Regions from separate parts of the Mus musculus genome. Here region 2 is linked to region 1. A link is a contact called in public Micro-C data. All regions are on one chromosome and are shown on one strand. The core of a region is the stretch at or near the end of the contact, and the rest is flanking DNA. Distances in the headings are between cores, read along the strand shown. Region 1 has its middle 74 kb from the start of Fbxl4. Region 2 holds the start of Fbxl4 (F-box and leucine-rich repeat protein 4).

Region 1 (6,561 bases), core at 2,022-4,521:
AACTTTTATGTAGTCAAACTGTCCACTTGTTCTTTTTATTATTTGTTTAAATAACATTTCGCCCACATATTCTTTACTTGACTCAATGATGGATTAACCTAAGGAGAGAGGCGACTGAGCTAATGTCTTTACTAACATTCCAATACATTTTGTCAAACTTGAAAAAAGGTTTATTTACATATTAAAGACTTATATTCTTTTAATTGTGTGTATGTTTCGTGTGTGTGTGTGTGTGTATGTAAGTATATATATATATGTATATGTATATGTAAGTATAGAGGTCATCATATCCTCCTGGAGGTAGATTAACAGGCAATTATAAGCCACTCAACTCGGTTCTGGAAAATGACCTTGGTTCTTCTGCAAGAGTATTATGAATTCGAAACTGTTGAGCCATCTCTGTAGCCTAAGATTTATTTATTATTTTAAAGTATGAATGTGTGTGTGTGTATGTGTGTGTGTGTGTACACGTATGTATGTGCATGTGGGTATGTACATGTTATAGGAGGGATGGAGGCCAGAGAGATTGGATCCCATGGAACTAGAGTTGTAGTCAGTTGTGAATCATCTGATGTGGGTGCCGGGACCTGGACTTTGGTCCTCTTTAAGAACTCTTAACCAGTGATCCACGTATCTAGCCCCAGGGTATTTTTGTTAAAGACCTTAGTAAGCAATATATAGGCTCTATTTACGGATCAAATTCAAAATCTATGTATGCTGCTGAATTAATGATGATTATGAGCACAGGTCAGTGCAGAATTTAGGATATCTAAATTTGTGTCTGTCTAATGAAGGTAAAACCTTTGTGTGGTTGTGTGTGCACATGTGCTTTGTGAGAATAGATAAACATGAAGCTGCATACTTCTACACTTCTACACTACATCCTTTCATAACACTATGAAAGTTACGCCAAGCAGTATCATAGGAGAGATAGAATAGTTGTCAGTAAAGGCTGGGAAGGGGAAAACAAGTGATCTGGAAATGGAAAGGGTGAAGAGCATGGGTGGGAAGGATTTGGGCTCTGGTGATCCATGGCACAGTGGAGTAACTATAGTTGACAAAATGCTATGATATAGTCCAAAACAAATGGAAGAGTTCAACAGGCTTCAAACACAGAGATGATTAATGTTAAAGCAGGTGGGATGTTAATCTGGCCTTTTTATATGTTTCTATTAGATTAGCAAACTCATCTATGGCCATACCATTTTGAAATGTGTCCAATTGTGGAAGCTAAGCAGGGCTGGACCTTGTTAGTACTTAGATGGGAGATTTCTGTACCATATTCTTTAAACATGTACAAATATTTTAAAAAATAAAATTTGTTTTTAAAGAAAATAACAAGATGATCTTATGCAAGTGACACTATTGAGTTTAGTAGATAATGTGATGATATTAGCATCCCTTTGTTATCTTATTGTGCTTCCAAAAAATTATTTAGAGATCTGTAAAGCAAAGTTGTAATGTAAGATGATACTGTTTTTTCACAGTTCTATGTGGGTCAGAAAATAGGGTGCTAAAGACAGGAAAGCTTTTACAACAAATGCCTTGGAAACAGGAACATGCGTGGTAGGAAGAGCTTTCTGGTGTTTTTCTCTTTAACTGTGGTGTGACTCTGAACAAGTAGTGGCTTTGCTTTCTTTTCCTTCAGCTTTCTTCTCAGTAAATAGACTTGATAATACACCCTCCTCTTGGTGTTGGAAGAATACAATGAAATAATAAGTGTAGTGGTTTTTCAATAGCACTTGGCACGGAGCAGCCACCCATTGTTACTGATGTTTGTTATTAATTGAATTAAGTGATTGATTCAGTTAAGTTATTAATTCAATTGTTATTAACTCAGTAAATTTACTGAATGTCATTCAAAGCAATATTGAGCATTTTGTGAATAGTAGTTTTCATATCAAACACCAAGCCTTGTACTTCACCTTTATTATTTCGCTGAATTTTTAACAACAGGCTTATAAAGTTATCCTGTTATGGAAGAGAAGATAGACTTGGAATGTCATAAGGTTATATGGTGTAGATATAAGCCTTCTATCAGCAGGTAGTCCTGGAAGGCTGTAGTGAGAACTCATGCTCTGTCTTTTGTCTTTGGGAAGGCTGTAATTTAGAAAAAAAAAAAAAAAAAGACAGCCATGATTCAAACCATTCATTTTGTTCACTTGCATTGCTATGATGGAATACCATTGATTGGCTAACTTAAAAAAGAAAAAGAAGAACCATTTCTCATAGTTTTGATGGTAGTGAAATCCAATGTTAAGTGGCCAATGTCTGGTGGGGAATTCTTATGACCACCTTCCATGGCGGAAAGTAAAAGAGAAAGAGCAAAAAACAACCAATAGTAACTTACTGTGCAATGACCGGCCTTGAAATAGTAACCTAGCCTGCAATGGCCACACCCTGCAAATCAAACACCCTTTTCATGACAAGATCACGTCCTAGAGGTCCCATTCTGCCAAGGATCAGCCTTAGCTTGGAGAAGGGTTCTGAGAGAAGGGGTGTCTGGGACTGCTGAAAAGAACAACTGGAAGACGACCTGTGTTCTGCTTCATACAACCTTGTTCCAGCCTGCGTCTGTCTAGGTTCAACTTTCTGGAGATCTCTATCCATGTCCTGCTTGCTTGTGTCAGTTCTCCAAGCTGTTCTCTCTTTTATCTTAAAAAAATTCTCTGAATAGCTCCTCTCCTGCAGAACACAGGTCCAGTCTTTTATTTACATATCAATCCAGTCATTTACTCCAGGTTTCCTTTTGATTGCCTTATAATTCCACATCACATCCTGTGAGGCCAACCCTTTGGTTTTTAGGAGACAGCAAGCATATCTTTTTTTCTTATCATTCCAAAAGAATTCAGAGATCTGTCTTCCTTTGTTAAGAACAGAAGGTAAACTAGTAGAATGGAACCCTGCCCTGCAGCTACCATTTCCACCACGCCTGAGGCTAACATCTCTCTTTCCTAGGCTGACCCTGAACTCAAGAATCTATCTGCCTTTGAAAGCATAAACAGAAAACTCATCTATGTGGGACTTATGCAATCCCCACTCCCTAAATCTCTTATCTTCTTCCTGGGTAATTTCCATACAAGTTGGCTTACAGCAAAGCTGCTTTTGTTCCTTTAGATTTGTGAAGCTCCTCTTATGATTCATATTGCATCTTTATTTTTTACATAATTGAGAAAATATAAATTTTTGAGCGAATGTATTTAGAGCTCCTTCTCATAGCTTTAAGGGCTGTCCCAAAGCTCTCAGGTCTACTTTGCTGAGTCATAGCCACACCCTCAACTCCTGCTGTTTCTAATTATCATGGAATCATGAACCTTAATCAGGAGGACTTTCCTCTGAAGGAAAGAGTCCTCCACTGCCAGCAGGGGTTCCAGAAAATATGTATACTATTATACAAACTAGCCTTACACCCACAACAATCATCTACACTCATGGAGGCCGACACCAGAGCCCTGTTCCAGGGGCAGAAACCCGTGTCTCTCTGTCCCCACCACTGCTCAACAGTGTTGCATTGGTTATTACATTTCCAACACTTGAATGCCAAGGGAGATAATAAGATCACTTATTATTATTACTGTAACAATATGATCTGCTGCAATCCCAAGGATCTAACATTGAACTATGAAAGTACCAAGAGAAATTAGAAATAAGTGTGGGATGGGAGACAGTTATCAGGAGGACATTGCAGTCTAAATACTATAGAAGCAAGAAGGTTTGTTTCAGGGAATGTTGTATTATTTTGAAACAGCAGAACTTTAAATTTTATAATTTTTCTCTCTTTTTAAAGCTTGATTATATTCCATTGTGGAAATGTACATTTTCATCATCTATTCATCAGCAGATGGATATCTAGGCTATTTCTAATTTCTGGCTATTATGAATAGAGCAGTAGTGAACATGGATGAGTACATAGTTCTAGAGTAAAATATAGAGAATTTTGGGTATACGCCCAAAGGTGGTATAGCTGGATCTTGTATATTAATTTTCAGCTTTTTGAGGAACCTCCGTACTGATTTCCCGGGTGTCTATACGCATTGTCACTCCCACCAGCAATGGTAAGTACTCTCCTTCCCCACATCCTTGACAGCATGAGCTGTCCTTCATTCTATTGATCCTAGTCATTTTGAGGTAAGACATTCCCCTGGGGCAATGGATGGGTAGCTTTTCTTTAAGAGCTTCAGGTTACTTGTGTTTTGAGAACTCCCAGTTTATTTCTCTATTCCTGTTTTCATTGTGTTGTTTGGTTTTTTTGATATTCATTTTCTTTTTAGTTCTTTACATATTCTAAATACTAACTCTGTATCATATGCATAATTGGCAAAAATATTTTCCCTTTCTCTAGACTTTGCTTGAATTAATTACTGCTTATATTTCACTAAGAATTATGGGTGTGTTTAAATTGCTCATATGATTTTGATTTTACTTCAGTAAGTAAATAAATACATATAAGTAAATGTGTGTGTGAAGAAATCCATAAATTTTATACAGGTTTTCTAGTCTGGTGGAATGCAGAATTTAAAAGTATGTCCTCGTGATTCTCTGAATTTCATGTGTGTCTATTGTAATGTAACCTTTCTAACCTCTAACTTTAATAATTAGAATCTTCCCTCTTTATAGTTAATTTGACTAAGGGTTGTAAATCTTGTTAATTTTTCAAAGAACCAATTCTTCGTTTCATTGATCCTTTGCATTTTAGTTGTTGGTTGTTTCTATTTTATTGACTTCATGCCTGAATTTGATTATTCCTTACCAAGGACTCCTTTGGGATGTTAGCTCAAGCTTTTCTTGATATTTCAGGTGTGTCAAGTTACTAGCATAAAATCATCTTAGTTTTTTGATAAAGGCATCTAGAACTCTGAAGGTCCCCCTTAGACCCGTCTTCACTGTGTTCCATATTTTGACAATATTGTGATTTCATTTTCATTCAGTTCTAAAACCCTTTAAATTTCCTGCCTGATTTTTATCTTGATTCAGTTTTTATTCAACAGTGAGTTGTTCAACTTCCATCAGTTTGTATACTTTCTGCCATCTCTACTGTTGCTGATATCTAGCTTTAGTCCTTTGCGTCCTTATAGGCTAGAAGGTGTTATTTCAGTTTTTCTATGTCTGTTGAAACTTGCTTTGTGACCATTTTGTCCTCAATTTTGGCTAAGATTCCATGGGCTTCTGAGAAAAGCCCATACTCTTTAGTGTTTGGGTAGAATGTTCTATAGATATATGTTAGTCTATTTAGTTTATGACATTATTTAACCCTGGTATTGATGAGAGTGAGATATTGAATTTATTCATTATCACTATGTGAGATTATGTGATTTTAGCTGTAGAAGTATTTCATTTATGAATGTAAGTGTTCTTATGTTTGGTGTACAAATGTTTAGAATTGCAGTATCCCCTTGGTGAATTTTTCCTTTGTAGTGCCCTTCCCTATCAAACAATAGTTTTGTATTGAAGTCTGTTTTGTCAGATATTAAAATGGCTACACAGCTTGCTTCCTGGATCCATTTATTTGGGGTACTGCTTTCTATCTTTTTATTCTAAGGTAAATTTCCAAGGTTCTCTAAGGTCCATGACTGTGAGGGTCATTTTCACACAAACCATCACAATGCACACAACTGTTCTCATCATTGTTGAGAAGATGTTGTGCTCTTTGATCAGTGTTGTCTACTCTGGGTCCTGGCCAAGTGTGGCGACTTTAGGATCCTGTTAGAGAGCAGCTATGTGCGTTGGAAGGAAATCACAAAGGAATGAAAATGGGCTTCTAAAGAGCAAGCCCTGTAGTGCTGCTGCAGTTCATCTGATATCCGAGTTAGTACCACATACACCATGCATACACTGGACAAGGTCATGATTCACTGTTTTGGATGGTAAGAGTAGAATAACAGTGGATTCCATCATGCTAGTCAGAAGTGTGCAATTTACAGCTAATAAAATATTTATTTCTGGAATTTTACAATCAATAGTTTTGTATTGAAGTCTACGTACAATTGAAACTCTTGAAAAGTAAAGTTATTTGATATCTTGGGTAGAATATATATATATATACTCTCTCTATATATATATATTTCCTCAAATCCCTGCTTCTTGGACTAGATGTTCATTAAGGGTTCTGTATGTTAGCTATCAGTTTTCAGGGGGATACTTTGTATGTTTGTTAGTGCCAACTGCTTCTTGGGGACAATGAACAAAACAGATACATCGTCTGCCTTTGCAGTGAAGTAATGAAGCTGACATTCTCCATATCAGAAGATTACTACAGAAAAGCAACAGGAAAAAGTCAGGAGTCACTGAATGCCTCAAGCTGGTCCTGCTTCTTCCTCATCCCCCCCCCCCCCCACACACACACACACACAAACACACACACACTCACTTACCGATCGGAAGATTGTTTAAGTTTCACTCTGAAATTCTTTTTTCTCAAGACACTGAACTTAGTTTTGTTGTCTGTATCTTGACACTGAAGCAACTAGACTTCTTGCCAATACTTTAGGATCTGTGTCCGTTTGCCTCTCTGTTCCCATAGCCATTGGCTATGCCCTTTACTGTAGCATTTGCCACATTTAT
Region 2 (6,561 bases), core at 1,829-4,328, 74 kb after region 1:
TTTTTTGTATCTATTCCTCTGTTGAGGGACATCTGGGTTCTTTCCATCTTCTGGCTATTATAAATAAGACTGCTATGAACACAGTGGAACATGTATCCTTATTACATGTTGGAGCATCTTCTGGGTATATGCTCAGGAGTGGTATAGCTGAATCTTCCAGTAGTACTATGTCCACTTTTCTAGGGAACAGCCAGACTGATTTCCAGAGTGGTTGTACCAGCTTGCAATTCCACCAGCAGTGGAAAAGTGTTCCTCTTTCTCTTCATCTTTGCCAGCATCTGCTGTCACTTGAGTTTTTGATCTTAGTCATTTTGACTGCTGTAAGGTGGAATCTCAGGGTTGTTTTGAGCAAACACTCTTTTTTAAAAAGTCAGAATAATGCTAACTTTGGGGACAGGGCAATGGGAAAAGATCAGAAGGACATATGGGGACTTCTCACCAGTAATTATCCAGTTTTTATCTGAGGACTGATTGTGTGAGTGTGTACCTATTTTTATCCAACTGTACAGTTATTTTTGTGTCAGTTTCTTTTTTCCCTTTCCCGTTCCTCTCTATATTTTTCCTTTTTGAAGACAAAGTCTAACTCATTTATTGCAGGAAGGCACTGACTTTGCTGTGTAACTGAGACTTTCCTCGAATTCCTGGTCCTTCTACCTGTCTCCCAAGTGCTCGGATTACCGATGGACATCCACTACATCCAGCTTTTGTGTCCTTTTCTGAATATGCTTTACGTTTCAGTTAGAAACCATACTTCAACTTGGGGCCCATCCCATGGGTGAGCACCAACCGTTGATACTTAATGATATTCTGTTATGCTTGTAGACAGGAGCATGTTGTCCTCTGAGAGTCTCCACCCAGCAGCTGACTCAGACAGATGCAGACACCCACAGCCAAACAGTGGATGGAGCTTGGAGACTCTTATGGAAGAAAGGGAGGAAGGATTGCAGCCCTGAAGGGGATAGGAACTCCACAGGAAGACCAACAGAGTCAACTAACCAGGACACTTGAGGTTCTCAGAGTCTGAACTACCAACCAAAGAAGATACACAGGCTGGACCTAGGCCTTCCCACACACATGTAGCAGATTTACAGCTTGTCTTCATGTGTGTCCTAACCAACTAGAGCGGATGCTATCCCCAAAGCTATTGCCCGTCTGTGGGATATTTTCTAGCTGGGCTGCCTTATCTGGCTTCAATTGGAGAGGGAGTGATTAGCCTCGCAGAAGTGCCAGGGTTGGGAAATACCTAGAGGGCCTCTACCCTCTCAGAGGAGAAGGGGAGGAAGGGATGGGAGAAGGATTGTGGGAGGGGATAACCAAGAGTGGGGCAATCAGCAGGATGTAAAGTGAATAAGTAAAAAAAAAAAAATTAAATTAAAAAAAATAAATATAGTGAAGAAAGAAGTGTGGAGAGTGAATAAAAGACTAAATGAAGGTCTTTGCTTAAAAACACACACTTCATTTTAGAATGAGTAACTTCTGTAGTTTAAATGGAGTTTGAGTTCTTTATACGCATTAACTGAAGTCTTATCAGAAAATATAAAAGGGTCAGGTTTTTTATTTTTAATAAATTAGCATGATTTAAACACAGATTTTATTTTAGAATAAATATTCAGATTTACAAAAACTCTGTGATGAACAGATTGAGATGACAGACAAGCTGACCTCACAGCTGCCCTTGGTGTTAAAGAGATGGAATGCTCTTCCTGCTGGCCTTGAACTCACTGACATCTGCCTGCCTCTGCCCCCCAATGGCTGGGATTAAAGACATGCTCCACCACACCCAGTTCTAACCCTCTCCTTTTAGAACCTAGCTCACCAGATAGTGTCACAGTTAAGAATGGAAGATGGAAATTGAGTTTGAAGTTTTTGATTAAAATTTCACTTTTGTGTAGATTACACAGCATAGCATAATTGTTTCACTTCATGTGGTGGTCTGGATGAGATACTTTTATATGCTGGGGCCTTTCAATATGTGGTTCCTAGTTGGTCTGTTTGGGGAGGTGGAGGAGGTATGGCTTTGCTGATGGAAGTCAGTCATTGGGCCTGGCTTTGACAGATCAAAGACTTACCTGTTTCGAGTTGGTTCTTTGTACTTCGTTGTTTGCAGTTGGAGATGTGAGCTCTTAGTTGTTTGTGCCACCATACCTGGTGCTTGCTGCAGTGCTCCGGGTATGTAAGTGATTCTTAACCATCTGGAATCCCAAGTCTCATTGTTTTGGCTGTGATGTTTTGTTACAGCGATGGAAAAGAAAGTAACATAAAATTAACAAGTATTCTTTCTATTTTGCTTCTTCAAGAGAAAATTGGAAATCATGAGTGGTTCAGCATATTATTGAGTTTCCCATAAATAGGGCTGGAGAGACAGCTCTTTCAGAGACCCTGTTTGGTTCCCAGAATCCACTTCTGACAGCTCACAAATGCCTGTAATTTCAGCTCCAGGATATCTGATCTCTTCTGCCTTCAATGGCACCTGAACACATGTGTGCGCATGAACAGCACACACACACACACACACACACACACACAGATTAATAAAAAATTAAAATAAATCTTAAAGTTTTTTTTTATTAATGGAAACCTTGTGGAAAGACAGATGTAACGACAACTGAAGAAAGGTTCATTTGAAAAGAAATGGAGACTTAAGGGAGACCCGTGACAGCATCTTCATCACAGGTGGTCAGGTGAATATGCGCCTGCAGGGAAGGTTTGTTTCTGAGGGCTGAAGAATTTGTATATTAATTGGTGGATTGTGCCTGCTGAGAACTTTTACTGCTCTAGAAGTTCTCTTTCTAGTGCTCCTGTGCTGAAGTGCTTTTTTGCATAATACTTGGGTTGAGTCACCAAGTCCGAAGAAGCTCCAGCAGAACTACATTACTTCTGGAGGGCTATCTTTGGCAGGATGAGTAGCGTAAAGGTTCTGCAACCCGCTGCCAGTCCCCGAGCAAACAGGCCATTTCTAAAGCACCACTGGCCTGGCTAATCAGCTCAAACAACCAGGGCAATCCGGCAGCAGCCAGCCCGACCCTGGCCCCGCCCTTCGCCAGGCCCCGCCCCGCCTCCGGCCCCGCCCCGCCTCCCGGCCTCGGTCTTCCTTCCGGGTCGCGCTGGGCCGGGCCCGCCGCCGCGGCAGCAGCACGGGATACTGGGAGCCGTCTCCTGCTGCCCACGCTGCGGGCTTGCGGCGAAGCTCTGTTCGCCCAGTTCCGGACCCTGCAGGGTACGGCGCTTTCTTCCTTCCTCCCTCTTCAAGGTCTCGACGTTCCCCCCTCGGCGTGGGCGGGGCCGGGCGCGCGCCACTCTGGGGAGCGCGGGGCGGAGGCTCTGGGCCCACGCGTGCCTATGGTGCTGCGCCGCTGTGCTGGCGGAGACCGGACGTGGGTGCCGCCGCCTCCTGTCGCGGCTCTCTTGGGCCTGGCACGCTCACGGCGAGCTGCGGACGCTGGGCCTGCAGGCTGCGCAGCCCTGACTTCCCTCTCACGCGGGAAGGTTTCTGTCCAGGCAGGCTCGAGCCAGGAGATGCCAGGCTGCAGCCTTCTTTCCATCGTCTGGGGTGGGCCCAGCCACTTGTCAACTATGTTTGGCGATGGGGTTGGTTCTGCATTTCATCGGCTTCCCAAGTGCTCTTAGTCCCAGAGCTGTCAGCAGTCAGTTCTACTTGTAATCCACAAAGGGTCAGGAAGTTAGCTGGCTGTGGCCCACTGGTCTGCTCTGTTGGGAGCCACCTGCTCCCTCTGCTTCCTGCGCACACTCTGAGGAGATCCTAAGGCAGGCACACTGCTTATCTTGCCCACTCTCTCGTCCTACACGATTAATGAGTACAGGGTCCCTCGCACTCCTCTGTCTTGGAGTAAGTCTTGGGTGGAAGTGAAGTCTCATCTAGTGGCGCTAAGAATTAGACAGTCTTGAGTAGTCATTGAATTCCATTATTTCCAGACTTGCGTACCAATTTGAAAAATTCCTGTCCCACGTTTTGGCTCTTTTGAACCCTATTCCGTCTTTGTTTTCAAAGTCAGAGAGGTCAGGGCCTAAGACCTGGTTGTTTGTGGTCCTGTTGCTGCTGTCTTACAGTGTTGTTTACAGCTGATGTTTTGCTTTCAAATATGGTCGTCGAATCTTTACCAAGCCACTGCCCAGTCTTCTCAGCTTGGAAGCGTTACTATTTGCCGTCTTCGCTGTTCTAAGTTTGGAGTCCTCTTGGGTCTTTCATAATATGGATTGTGACTAACCCCCACCCCCCTCCGTGCACGTGCCCCATGGTTTGTTGTCTTACTCAACTTTGGTGTGAGATAAATAATGCTGTGCCTTCTTGGTTATTACTGGCCAATGACTTCATCCCAATTTGTCGAGTTCTGTTCTTTTTCTTCCTGTCAAGTGCTGGTATATGGTGAACACTTGGCGCCCGTGTATTCTTGAGACCTTCTGAACTGCTAGCAGTGACCTACTTCCTGTGGTAATGCCATGCTGCTCTTGTTTCTCCAGCTTTACAGTGTGTGGCGATTCAAACCTTGTCTGACATATCATGAACATCAGTGGATATTTTTGTAATGAACATTTAGTTGAGGGCAGGTTGGATTCCTTTTGTGTTTGAGTGTTGAGGTAGAGCTCTCAATGTAGCCTTGGCTGGGCTCTCTTAGAGGTCTTGTTGGCCCTGGCCCCTGAGAGATGGGGCTAAAGGTATGAAGAACTGCACTGAGTTGAATTCCCTTGTGTCTCGCCCCTCCCTCTAAAATGCCTTGCCAGTTTTTGAAATTTGTAAATTTGCCTTTCCTTTGGTCAGGTGAATTAATGGCCAAATTCTTAAATAAGCTGTCTTTTTGCTCACCCCGTTTACCCTGTCGAGTTGTTCCACATAGAAACTGATTCCCAGTCGCACGTCTGTTGACTTGGGATCTTCTCTTCGTGTGTGCAGTGTCCTGTTGGCCGTTATCAGTGATAACATAACAACATTCTATACCTGCTTTCAGCCCAGGCAAGCTCAATGCTCAAGCTCTCAGATATCCCTTTGAGTTTCACCATTCCAACAAGGTATCACAAACAGAATCAAATTCCTGTGCTGATGTAGTAGATGTGTAAATAATAATCACTGCTTAGTACTTTGCTCTTTCCAGATAGAAATGTGTATACGTGTGTTTCATATAGTGTGTGGTATAGCTTTCTGCAGCTTCTACTTAGTAGTCATCACTGGTGAATGTGTCTTTACATAGATGCACATGCCATCTTACCTTTCAAAGGCTTTTTTGGCTCATTATTTTAGGAGCAACCTAATACTGAGCCAATTCTCTCTTAGTATTTAGAACACTACACATTTATTTCTATTGTATGTGAAATTACTAGGCCATTTCTGCATGTGAATAGCTGTTTCTTATTTCTTATGTCTCTTTGCTTGGTGTCAGTTAGTCTTAGTTTGAAGATATTAAGTGGAAAATTCCAAGGGTAAATAGTTTGTAAGTTTTTAAATCCTGTGCTATTCTGAGTAGTGTGATGAAAGTGCATCCCTTCCTGATCTGTGAACTCTATCTTTTTCTACTCCAGCTACATATGTCCATGTATACGTATGTCTAGTCCATATGCCCATTACATAGTAAGTAACAGACCTGGCTGTCAGATCAACTGTGTTCAAGCAACTTTTTTTTTTTTTAATTTAATGTTGCCAAATTTGGATCAAGAGTACTGACTTCAGAAGTCCAAGCACGCCAAAGAGAAGCCAGCCATTAAGTACTTCCCTTATGAGTACGTATGTATGTATGGGAGTGCATATGTCTAGAAAGAATCATAATCTACCTAGCATTCTCTGCTCTCCATGGACCACAGTGGGATTTCAAAACATCTCCTGGTGATTGAGGGCCATTATTGTATATATTTGCATATTTGTTTCTTTTCTTGGTGCAAATGATTACATTGTTGGGTGAAAGGGTTTATGACTTTTAAATTTTCAGAGATTCTTCCACAGTACCCTTTAATACAGCTGCTGATACGGAGACTAGGGAGGTGGGTGGGTGCTTAAGACTCTTTGTTGCTTTTGTAGGAGACCTGAGTTTGGGTCCCAGCACTCACAGCTACCTGTATCTCCAGTTCCATGAGATCCAGTGCCCTCCTCTAACCTCTGTAGACACCAGACAAGCACATGGGACACATACATACATGCAGTCAAAATACTCATACACACAAAATAAAACATGTAAATCTAAAACAGTAAATCTCAAAAAGAGATCGCTAGCACCCGATGTATGCAATTTATAATGCTGATTTATATGATTTTTGTCATACCGTTGTCAAGAATGGTTACAAGTTTGTGATTACTTCCTCTTGGAAGCCAAGAGTCTGTGGATAATTTTGGAAGGCGTGAGGCTCCTAGATCAGAGACAAAGTACTGTCAGACTGTGGCATTTTGTGCTGTCTTCAGGGTGCTCTGACAATGGCCACATGACACTAGCACCTGTAGTCAGCTGTGTTAAAAGGAGAGAGTCCTGACTCTTTCATAGTGAGCTGTAAGCAAACCTGCCCATCTTTTGGCTGAAGAGGAAACATGACGCTTGTTCTCCCGGATAGTTAACAAAACTG

What was found. Hi-C and Micro-C count contacts between places; a contact is called where the count stands out from the background.
Region 2: a contact with region 1 is called in a Micro-C map of embryonic stem cells, with 2.6 times the contacts expected there. The contact joins the promoter of Fbxl4 here to the enhancer-like site in region 1. A contact is called at or near these places in 2 of 39 promoter capture datasets (3T3-L1-derived adipocytes and stem cell-derived epiblast-like cells), 2 of 484 Hi-C or Micro-C datasets (cortical neurons and embryonic stem cells) and 3 of 115 datasets of contacts at active chromatin or transcription factors (embryonic stem cells and epiblast stem cells).

The regions. Positions count from the first base shown.
Region 1 is chr4:22,279,845-22,286,405 of GRCm38.p6, forward strand. No RefSeq gene overlaps it. Among named protein-coding and RNA genes, the nearest start is that of Fbxl4, 74 kb to the right of the region's middle. Within about 2 kb of position 3,272, at least 7 of the 459 cell types and tissues checked have an H3K27ac peak or open chromatin away from gene starts, as enhancers often do. A contact at or near this core is called in embryonic stem cells and epiblast stem cells, where this site is marked.
Region 2 is chr4:22,354,465-22,361,025 of GRCm38.p6, forward strand. It overlaps Fbxl4 (F-box and leucine-rich repeat protein 4), which reads left to right and starts at 3,079. Exons shown (of 9, transcript NM_172988.4): 1 at 3,079-3,217.